Linked DNA regions of Pan troglodytes: all the other regions are linked to region 3. A link is a contact called in public HiChIP or PLAC-seq data. All regions are on one chromosome and are shown on one strand. Each heading gives the region's core, a stretch centred on a gene start, on an enhancer-like site or on the middle of the called end of the contact. The rest is flanking DNA. Distances are from core to core; before and after follow the strand shown. Region 1 has its middle 20 kb from the start of BHLHE23. Region 2 has its middle 23 kb from the start of BHLHE23. Region 3 has its middle 39 kb from the start of YTHDF1.

What was found. HiChIP or PLAC-seq counts read pairs in DNA pulled down with a chosen protein or histone mark.
Region 1: an H3K4me3 HiChIP or PLAC-seq map of stem cell-derived excitatory neurons shows a contact between it and region 3, with 4 times the contacts expected there. The contact joins two enhancer-like sites. A contact is called at or near these places in 1 of 7 Hi-C or Micro-C datasets (stem cell-derived neural progenitor cells) and 1 of 1 datasets of contacts at active chromatin or transcription factors (stem cell-derived excitatory neurons).
Region 2: an H3K4me3 HiChIP or PLAC-seq map of stem cell-derived excitatory neurons shows a contact between it and region 3, with 7 times the contacts expected there. The contact joins two enhancer-like sites. A contact is called at or near these places in 1 of 7 Hi-C or Micro-C datasets (induced pluripotent stem cells) and 1 of 1 datasets of contacts at active chromatin or transcription factors (stem cell-derived excitatory neurons).

The regions. Positions count from the first base shown.
Region 1 is chr21:69,306,177-69,309,030 of NHGRI_mPanTro3-v2.0_pri, reverse strand. No RefSeq gene overlaps it. Among named protein-coding and RNA genes, the nearest start is that of BHLHE23, 20 kb to the left of the region's middle. Within about 2 kb of position 1,515, at least 2 of the 24 cell types and tissues checked have an H3K27ac peak or open chromatin away from gene starts, as enhancers often do. A contact at or near this core is called in stem cell-derived excitatory neurons, where this site is marked.
Region 2 is chr21:69,349,165-69,351,955 of NHGRI_mPanTro3-v2.0_pri, reverse strand. No RefSeq gene overlaps it. Among named protein-coding and RNA genes, the nearest start is that of BHLHE23, 23 kb to the right of the region's middle. Within about 2 kb of position 1,280, at least 2 of the 24 cell types and tissues checked have an H3K27ac peak or open chromatin away from gene starts, as enhancers often do. A contact at or near this core is called in stem cell-derived excitatory neurons, where this site is marked.
Region 3 is chr21:69,493,388-69,496,425 of NHGRI_mPanTro3-v2.0_pri, reverse strand. No RefSeq gene overlaps it. Among named protein-coding and RNA genes, the nearest start is that of YTHDF1, 39 kb to the left of the region's middle. Within about 2 kb of position 1,360, at least 10 of the 24 cell types and tissues checked have an H3K27ac peak or open chromatin away from gene starts, as enhancers often do. A contact at or near this core is called in stem cell-derived excitatory neurons, where this site is marked.

The DNA of each region.
Region 1 (2,854 bases), core at 266-2,765, 190 kb after region 3:
TGCCCACCTGCAACACTGACCACCTGCACCCTCTGCCCACCTATGCCCCCTTCCCACTGTACCCCAGTCCACCCGCACCCCAGTCCACCAGTTCTGTCCCACTGCCCACCTGCACAGCCCCAGGCTCTCCTCCATCCCACCTCATCCTCAGAGCCCGAAGTGCCTGCTCTTGCTCCCCGGCCCCTCTCCCCAGGTTTCCTCACTGTAGGTCATTTCTAGGCCTAGGAGAGGCGTCCTCAGGCCTGACAAGGTCTAGCAGAGGGCTGGACGCAGGTTGGAAGGTCTCACCTCCCACAGCGCCAGCTCCTGTGAAGAGGTGACCTGTGGTGTCCCCTAGCCTGCCTGGGCAGAAACCAGGGAGAGGGACTTTGACAGAGCTGGGCCAAGCAGGTGTCAAGATCAACACGTTTGCATGAAAGACTGTGGTTGTGGGGCCCCGAGGGACTGCCTGGTGCCTGCCTCTCCTGAGCACCTCACCTGAGCAGGGGCCGCCTCACCCCCAGGTCCAAGCACCTGTCAGGTTTCGTGTTCTAACATCAGGAAGGAGACACTTGCCTCCATCCACCCCAGACGAGTGTGGGCAGCGGGTCCTCTCAGAAGGACTCTGGGACCAAGACGGGCGAGGAACTGGGGTGGCCTCACCCATGTCAGCCAGCTCCCAGGTCCAGACTGGACCCTGGTTCAGGCGCCAGGCCCTGGAGCTAAATGTGTCCCCGGAGTCCTTGCGGCAGCCTGAGAACCACGTGCAGTGGCGTTTCTCAGATGCTCAGATGCCGGGGAAGCCGGGGCCAGGACTCCCTTGAGGCCAGGCCTTTTCCAGACGCTGAAGTCCTCCCCAGCCCGCCCGGGCCCCGCCTCTTAAGGCACCAGTCCTCCATGTGGTCCGTGTCAGGATGGAGTAAGATGATTGGGGAGGGCCTCAGGAGAGCGCTGTAGACCCTGCGCGAAGCCCTGGTGATACTGGCTGAAATCAGCAAATCAGAGTGTGATGGATGGACAGGTCAGACCACAAAGGACCAGCGTCTCTGTGTGTCGATGATGTCCCCTGTCCTGGACTCCCATCAGTCCCCTGGGGCCTCCACCCACTTGGCAAGCATTGTGTGAAAATCAACCTCTGCATTAAAAACAGCTGAGGTCAGGCTTTTCGCGGATTCTGACAGGTGTTCTCCCTCATTGTTCTCAGCTTTTTTGCTTTTTTTGTTTGCAAAGGATGCCTGTGTGGGCCTGGGCCTCCCTCCCAGGGCCTCCCATCCTTCCAGGGCCTTCTCTCTCCCTCGCTTCCTCTCAGTCTGGGGAGCCTCTGGCTTCGCATGGAGCCTGGGCTGATCTCTACCCCTCATCCATTCCAGAACTGTGGCCTCTGTAGAGTCCTGGCCTGTTTCTCGGAGGCTCACAGGGACTCTGGAGGCAGAACTTGTTCCTCCCTGCCAGCCAAGGCCCAGAACCAGTGCCACGGAGAGGTGTCTGGCCTGTGGCTGCCTCGTCCTCTCTGTAAACCCAGCCACGCAGGCCCAGCTCATGAATATTGATGGCACCTCCTTTGTGGTGAGCACGCGCCCAGCCACCCAGGCCTGCTGCTGAGCAGCCACCGCTCCAAGATCGATCCAGCTTTGTTGAGTGTCAGGACACACGGCGGCGACAGATGGACGCTCGCCTTCAAGCCTCTGTGCACCCGGGCCCTGCACAAAAGAGCCCAGGATGTTTTTAATATCACGCACTTGCCTCAGGGCTTGTTTTAAATCCCCATTTACCAAGGGTTCCAGCTTTTTATCAGTCAAACGCCTGAAGCACTTTGTCAACCTGGACATCTGGCCGCACGTTTAAAAAAATTTTATTTGCTAAAATATTTAGTAGTATGGCAGGGGGGCTAGCTGGAGACTCGGGCGGCCACGCATATGCTCACACCCGGCCACTCCTGCAAAGAGCTCGAGTTGCTTCGCCAGCTCAGGGCTTGGCTGCTCCAGCCCAGGACAGGGGAGGGAGGACAGGAGGCGGAGAGGATGCGCCCTGTCCTGGCAGGAGGGGCCTCCTATGGATAACCAGAATCTGCCCCAGTCGGGGGCAGGGTGGGCATTCTTGGGGAGGATTTGTAGCCCTCCCCGCACACCAAAGACCAAGGGGGAATCTGTGACTTCGGGAGACAGTTGCAGCTGAACACAGGGGATCAGCCAAAGCTGCACACGTGCATCTCGAGAGCAGCGAAGATTCGACGCCTCTTCAACAGGACACGGGAGCCAGGTGGGGGTGTCCAGCCCTCAGCCCAGGACAGACCAGCGAAACGCCGTCCACCCATAGGTGCCTCCATGCCACGGTACGCCCTTGCAGCCTAAGTGAAGCACGGATTCCTGCTACAACAGGGACGAACCTTGAAAACTCAACGCTCTGTGGAAGAGGCCGGACACGAAGGGCACTTATGATTCCACTTTCATGAAATGTCAGAAATTGCAAAGCCACGGAGACAACAAGGAGATTGGTGGTTGCCAGGGGCTGGGGGCGGGGGGTTGGGAGTGATGGCTTACAGGTACAAGGTGTGTTCTGACAAATTGAAAAGATTCTGGAAGTACATGGTGGTGATGGTTGCACAACATTGTGAATGTCCTTAATGCCACTGAAAAGCACACTTAACAATGGCTGAATTTGCCGGGCGTGGTGGTGCGGGCCTATAATTCAGCTGCTCGGGAGGCTGAGGCGGGAGGATTGCTTGAACCTGGGAGGTCAAGCCTGCGGTGAGCTGTGATTGCACCACTGCACTCCAGCCTGGGCCTGCCTCAAAAAAAAAAAAAAGTGGTTGAAATGGTAAGTTTTCTGTTATGTGTATTTTGGCACATTCTTTACAAAGATAATCACAAAGAAG
Region 2 (2,791 bases), core at 31-2,530, 140 kb after region 3:
TTTTTTTTTGAGACGGAGTTCACTCTTGTTGCCCAGGCTGGAGTGCAGTGGCACCATCTCGGCTTACCGCAACCTCCGCCTCCCGGGTTCAAGCGCTTCTCCTGCCTCAGCCTCCCGAGTAGCTGGGATTACAGGCATGCACCACCATGCCCGGCCAATTTTGTATTTTTAGTAGAGAAAGGGTTTCTCCATATTGGCCAGGCTGGTCTCGAACTCCCGACCTCAGGTGATCCGCCCGCCTCGGCCTCCCAAAGTGCTGGGATTACAGGCGTGAGCCACCGCGCCCGGCCCCAGCACTGACTCTTGCTGCTCCAGGTCGGCTGTGGTCCTGGAGACACGGTAATTGAGGATGGGCTGATAGTTGCTTTAGAAACGTGAGCAGGGAGCCATGCCAGAACATTCTAGAAGGGCTGCCAGGGGCTCACGAGAGAGTCAGCAGGGAGCCGGCATGAGGGAGGCCAGTGGTCTCCCCGCGCACCCGAGGCCAGGGCACCGCCTGAGCTGACTTTTGAAGCCCATCCTGCGTGGAGGTCCCCAAGCCCTTCGGGTGACACGTTAGCAATGGGAGGGCTTTCCTGAGCCACAGGGTCCTTGAGGAGCAGCAGCTGGGACCCCTGGCTCTGGGTCCAGCTCCACGATGCCTGGCAATGCCCCAGCAGGCACTGGGCTCAGCCACCCCCGATGCTGAACCCCGAGAGCAGCTCCTGCTACAAGGCCGTGTTTCCCAAAGCGTGAGCGGGACACACGTCCTGCTGGTGACTGCGCCACGGGAGAAAGGGCACGCCACGAGCAGCACTGAAGGAAAATCGGGAAGCGGGAAGCAGCCCCAGGTCCCCCATGGGAGCGCGTGGACGCCCCACTCGCACTCCCTCTCACTCGCAGGGCAGTGGCGTGGACAGAACAAGGTCCTCTCCAGGGAAAGCCGACAGCTTTCCACGGGGACTAACGGGATCTAACACAGCATCGTGCTTGTCCTGGGATGGAGTCACCTGTTTTTAACTAAAAGTGGTCACTTTTGTCCCCTGTCTTGACCTGTGAACTGTCTGCACCATTTGTGAAACACCCATGCCGTTCCTCTGTCTCCAGAGCCCCGAGCAGGGTCGGAGCAGCCTCTGGTCCTACACAAGGGGCCTGGAAGCGCTCCCACCTCCAACACCCCCAGGCCTGCGTCCGGCTCCCACAGAGGGGTCCTGAAGGGCCTCTCCCAGCCCCAGGCTCTGCCTCCACGGCCCGGGCAGGGGGCCCTTGGTGAATCTCAGCGCTCTGATTCACCGGCTGGGAGGCGGAGTCAGGACACCTGCCTGCTCCCAGCACGGGCCATCCGCCTGGCAGTTTGCAGCCTTGCCTTAAAGGGAGGAAGAGAACAACTCGCTGCCTCGGGTGGGAGGGCCTGCGCGGCACAGAGGATGCAACTCGCTGCCTCGGGTGCGAGGGGCCCGCGCGGCACAGAGGACGCAACTCGCTGCCTTGGGTGGGAGGCCTGCGCCGTACTGAGGATGGGATGCGCTATCGATTTCCCTCTCTCACCGACCCAGACCATGAAATATTTATCTTTCCTCATTGAGCCTCTGCTTGAGTGGCCTCAGGCCAGTTCCCCTCGGGACCCGAGAGTGAATTGTTGGTCAATAACTCAAAACAGTAGAGCACTGGCAGCGCCAGGTCAGGCCTGGTGCCAGCAGCACCGCCTTGTGGGCAGGACGCAGGACAGGGAAGGAAGCTTTTTGGGGGGGTCCCCGCACCTTCACGGCAGCACACGCGTAATGAATGCACTGGACACCGCCCTGAATCCAGGGAAGGCGTGTAGGGGGTAGAATTTAAATGAATTCCCGAAGCCCAGTTGTCCAGTCCAGGCTGAGAGGCTGAGACGTGCATGGACGTTGGCAAACTTGAACCTGCACACAGAGACGCAGAGGCCCGGGGGACCTGCACACGGAGACGCGGAGGCCCGGGGGACCTGCACACGGAGACGCGGAGGCCCGGGGGACCTGCACACGGAGACGCGGAGGCCCGGGGGACCTGCACACGGAGACGCGGAGGCCCGGGGGACCTGCACACGGAGACGCGGAGGCCCGGGGGACCTGCACACGGAGACGCGGAGGCCCGGGGGACCTGCACACGGAGAGGCGGAGGCCCGGGGGACCTGCACACGGAGACGCGGAGGCCCGGCGGACTCGGGTGCGTTTGGAGTCATCATGGGAAATAACACAAGCCGTGGCCTCGCCCCTGCAGGGTGGGCCTCGCTCAGCCTCCTGCGCCTCCCAGCAGGAGCAGCTCTTCTACTCAAGCCACCTGTGCATTGTGAGAGCCGAGCTGCTTAAACAGGCAGGCGCACCTTCTAAAAGGAAGGACTGCACCCTCTCTGAACAGACTCCCTCCCCCAGAGCTCGGCATGGGAGCAGTTTGGGGAGCTCAACGGAGCGTTCTATGCCAGAAGAGCGAGGGGACTCCGCTCCCACACACCCAAGGAGAGAGCCCCACTGGGCCACCATCTTCCTGAGTCCCGGCCACTGCCCCACCCGCCCTGGGGGAAAGGGGGTGCCCAGGGCAAAGCCCCTATGGGGGAGAGGCTGCGGGCGGCCCCCTCAGGGAAAGAGTCATGGGCCGGGGTTTCCAGGGCGTGGGAGGGAGGCGGGAAGGAGGGAAGTGGATCAGAGTGGAGACCCCCCTGCCCCGCAAAGGACTTTGTTGCCAGGAGAGGAGGAAGGAGAAGAAAAATGGAAACCCTGCTGTCAGGAAAGAGGCTGAGCCTTAATCTCATGCCACATGAGGGCACTCTGGCAGGCAGAGCCCG
Region 3 (3,038 bases), core at 111-2,610:
GCTCCGCGCTGCGGACACACGTGGCCGGGGGCCGGCTGGCCGCAGCCTGGCCCCGGCCGCAGGCTCCCCCCTCGGCCGCCCTCGGCCGCCCCCACCCGCCCCGCGACGCCAGAGGCGTGCGGGCCCCTTTGTGTCCCGCGGCCAGATCCCCGGCCCGGCAGCTGGGCCGCCCTCTGGGCGGGCGCATTGTTCGCCGGATTTGTCCGCGGCGCGAATGGCCGCCGGGGGCCGGGCTCGCCTTCCTCCCGCGGGAGGGGCGCTGGGCCGGACGGGCTCGCGGGCCATTTCCATGAGAAAGGAGCGGCGGAGGCGCCTCTCTTGGCATTCACCGCGTGCCTTAATTGTATAGACATTAAATCAAGGTCCGCTGTGAACACGCAGAGGGGCCCTCAGGGCTGTGGCGGGCGGCGAGCGTCGGGGCCAGGGTCGGGACCGGCTCGGGCTTGCGTGGGGTCCTCGCCCGAGAGGCGCGAACGCTCAGGCGTCTTCGCCGCGTGGCGGGCAGGGCGGGGGCGCTGCGCTCAGCCGACTGTGCTGTCCCAGTCCGCCCCCGACTCGGAGGAGCCCACACTTCTCCCCTTTCCGCGGCAGAGAGTGGGCCCCCAAGTGCGTCCCTCCGGGCGTTCCTGGAGCTGGGGCGCCCGGGAATCGCGAAGACGGATTCCGGGGGTGGGGGTGGTGAGCGCGTGCGCACCCGGCCGCCTCCCGCGGGGCTCCGAGGGGCGCAGAACCGCTCCGACTGGGCGGCGCGAGCTCCTCCGCAGCTGCCTTCCCCTGCCGTCCCCCTGCCCGTGCCGACCCAGGAGCGCGCACCGAATGCGGTTAAAAGAACGAATCTCGATGCTCAAAGATGAAAACTCGTCTCTTTTTACAACCCAGCGAGCTCGTCCTCTCCGCGCGCAGCGGGCCCGCGAGAAGGCGCTCGAGCTGTTCGTGGAGAGAAAGACGGGGAGACCCAGAGAGGCCGCTTGCCCGGCTCGCCCCGGCCCGGCCCCGAGCGTAATTACCAGTCCCGGCGGGAGCCGCTGCTGCCGCCTCCGCTCCCTGCGCCTCCCGCGCCGCCGCCAGTTCCCGCCTGCTCTTCGGCTCCCGGGGGCCCCGCGCGCTGCTGCCCTGGGCGGAGAAGGGCGCGGGAACCCCGAGAAGGGAGCCAGGCAAGTCCCCGAGCGCCGCAGGCCGGCTGCAAGCCGAGTGTCCACGGGGTCCACGCTGCAGGCGCCCAGCTCCTGCTAGCCCGGCCCGGCCCCGATGCAACTGTCCCCGCGCCCGCCGCCGCCGCCGCCGCTGCCTCCGCGCGTATCCGCGCTCCGCTCCGGCACCGGGCGATTATCACTGGGGCGCGCGGTGACGTCACCCGGACACCGGCCCCGCCGCTGCCTCCCCGAGGTGTCCTTGAGAACTGCGGGGCACGCGCGCCGCGCACACGCGCACACACGCACTGCGCGCCTCGTGCCTCCCGCGCATTCGCGCCGCGTCCCGCCCCGCGCGCTCCTCGGCTCACGCGGACGCAGTCTTCGAGCGCCCTCGACCGTGCCCTGCGCCCCGCGGCCACACGGAGACCCAAGGAAACGCCTGTCTCCCACACACTCCAGCCCCTCACATGGCCCTCCTGCACCCACGCGCGCAGCCCCTCCAGCTGCACATTGACACCTCCGGCCACACCCCGCCACGCGCACGCCTCGCCACGCGCACGCCTCGCCGGCACGCAGCCCAGCGGCACCCGCAGACACGCACCCGCACTCGGGCCCTGACCGCGGGTTCGCGTCTCCTGTCTCGCGCCTGCAGAACGCACTCTGCCGCGCAGCTCACACCGCGGTCCTCCAAGCCTCTCAGTCCTGAGAAAGGCAAGGGTCCCGCCGGCCTCCTGCGGATGGCCCTGCTGGGCTCCGTACAGTGGGGAGGGAATTAAAGGTCGTCCTTCCCCGCCCCCATCGGAGCTTGCGGTTCTCACCGTTTCAGACCGGGATGGGAGCTCTTGCCCGTAGGGAGCACGGAATCACAGGCGACACTCCACGGCCCGACTGCAGTCACTGCCAGCTCGATAGGGTCCTTGGGGCGCCCCCGATCTGGCCCTCTAGGGCCAGGGATCAGTGGCTTCCCCAAGCCTCACCGTCCGGAGCCTCCCCCGCTGGCCTTTGTTTAGACTGCAAGGAGCGCAGGCCGGCGCGGCCGGCAGGCCTCTGTCCCCATCTCCTTCCTCCTAGGGCCAACCCAGCCCCTGCGCCATCTGCCCTCGGAGCAGAGCCTGGGCCTCCCTGGGCGCAGGTCCTGCTTCCTTCCTTTTCCACCCTCTCCAGCACTGCCCAGCCCATGGACAGCCGGTTAGGAAGGGCGGCAGGAACTCGGGTTGGTTCTGCCCGCACCGCCTCCGCCGGTCCTCAACCATCAGGACGCCCCTCCCCCTTTGGTGCGGCTTCAACCTGACCCTTCCCAGCCGCAATTCCTCGCCCTTCGCAAGTGTCAGGGACAGTCTTTCTTTCTCACAGGTCACGCACAAGCCCTCTACTCCTCCACAGCCCAAGGGGAACCTTCTGTTCCAAGCGCAAAGCTCTGGAAGCTGCCCCAAGCCTGCGGGTGCCGGCAGCCTCAGCAGGTGCAAGCCGGACGCTGGAGGGGCTGGAGGGCTGGGGAGGCCAGGCTGCAGCAGCCCCGCTTCATTGGAGACAGTTGCCCTTGGCCTCCAGTGGTCGGAATCGGACCCTCACCCTAATGAAACGGGGGCAGTCCCCAGGGCGGTCCTAGGCTCCCAGGCTGAGGCATCCGCTGTCCATGGTGTTGAAACGGAACCCTGAAACCTCCGCCTCACTTTCGGACTTTATACCCCCAGCCCTCTTCTCACCAAGGGTTGGGGCCAGGGAGGCCGGCTCCCGGCCCCCTCCCCTCCCGTCCCCTACCCTTAGCTTCCTGGACGGGTCCAGGACGCCTCGGGATTCCAGCTCCTTGGAGCTTGTTCCCATTCTAAGGGGAAAGACTCCTTAGCACCCCCCATCGGTACCTTGGCTTCGGGGACCCCAAATCTTTCTTTGGGTCTCTTTTCC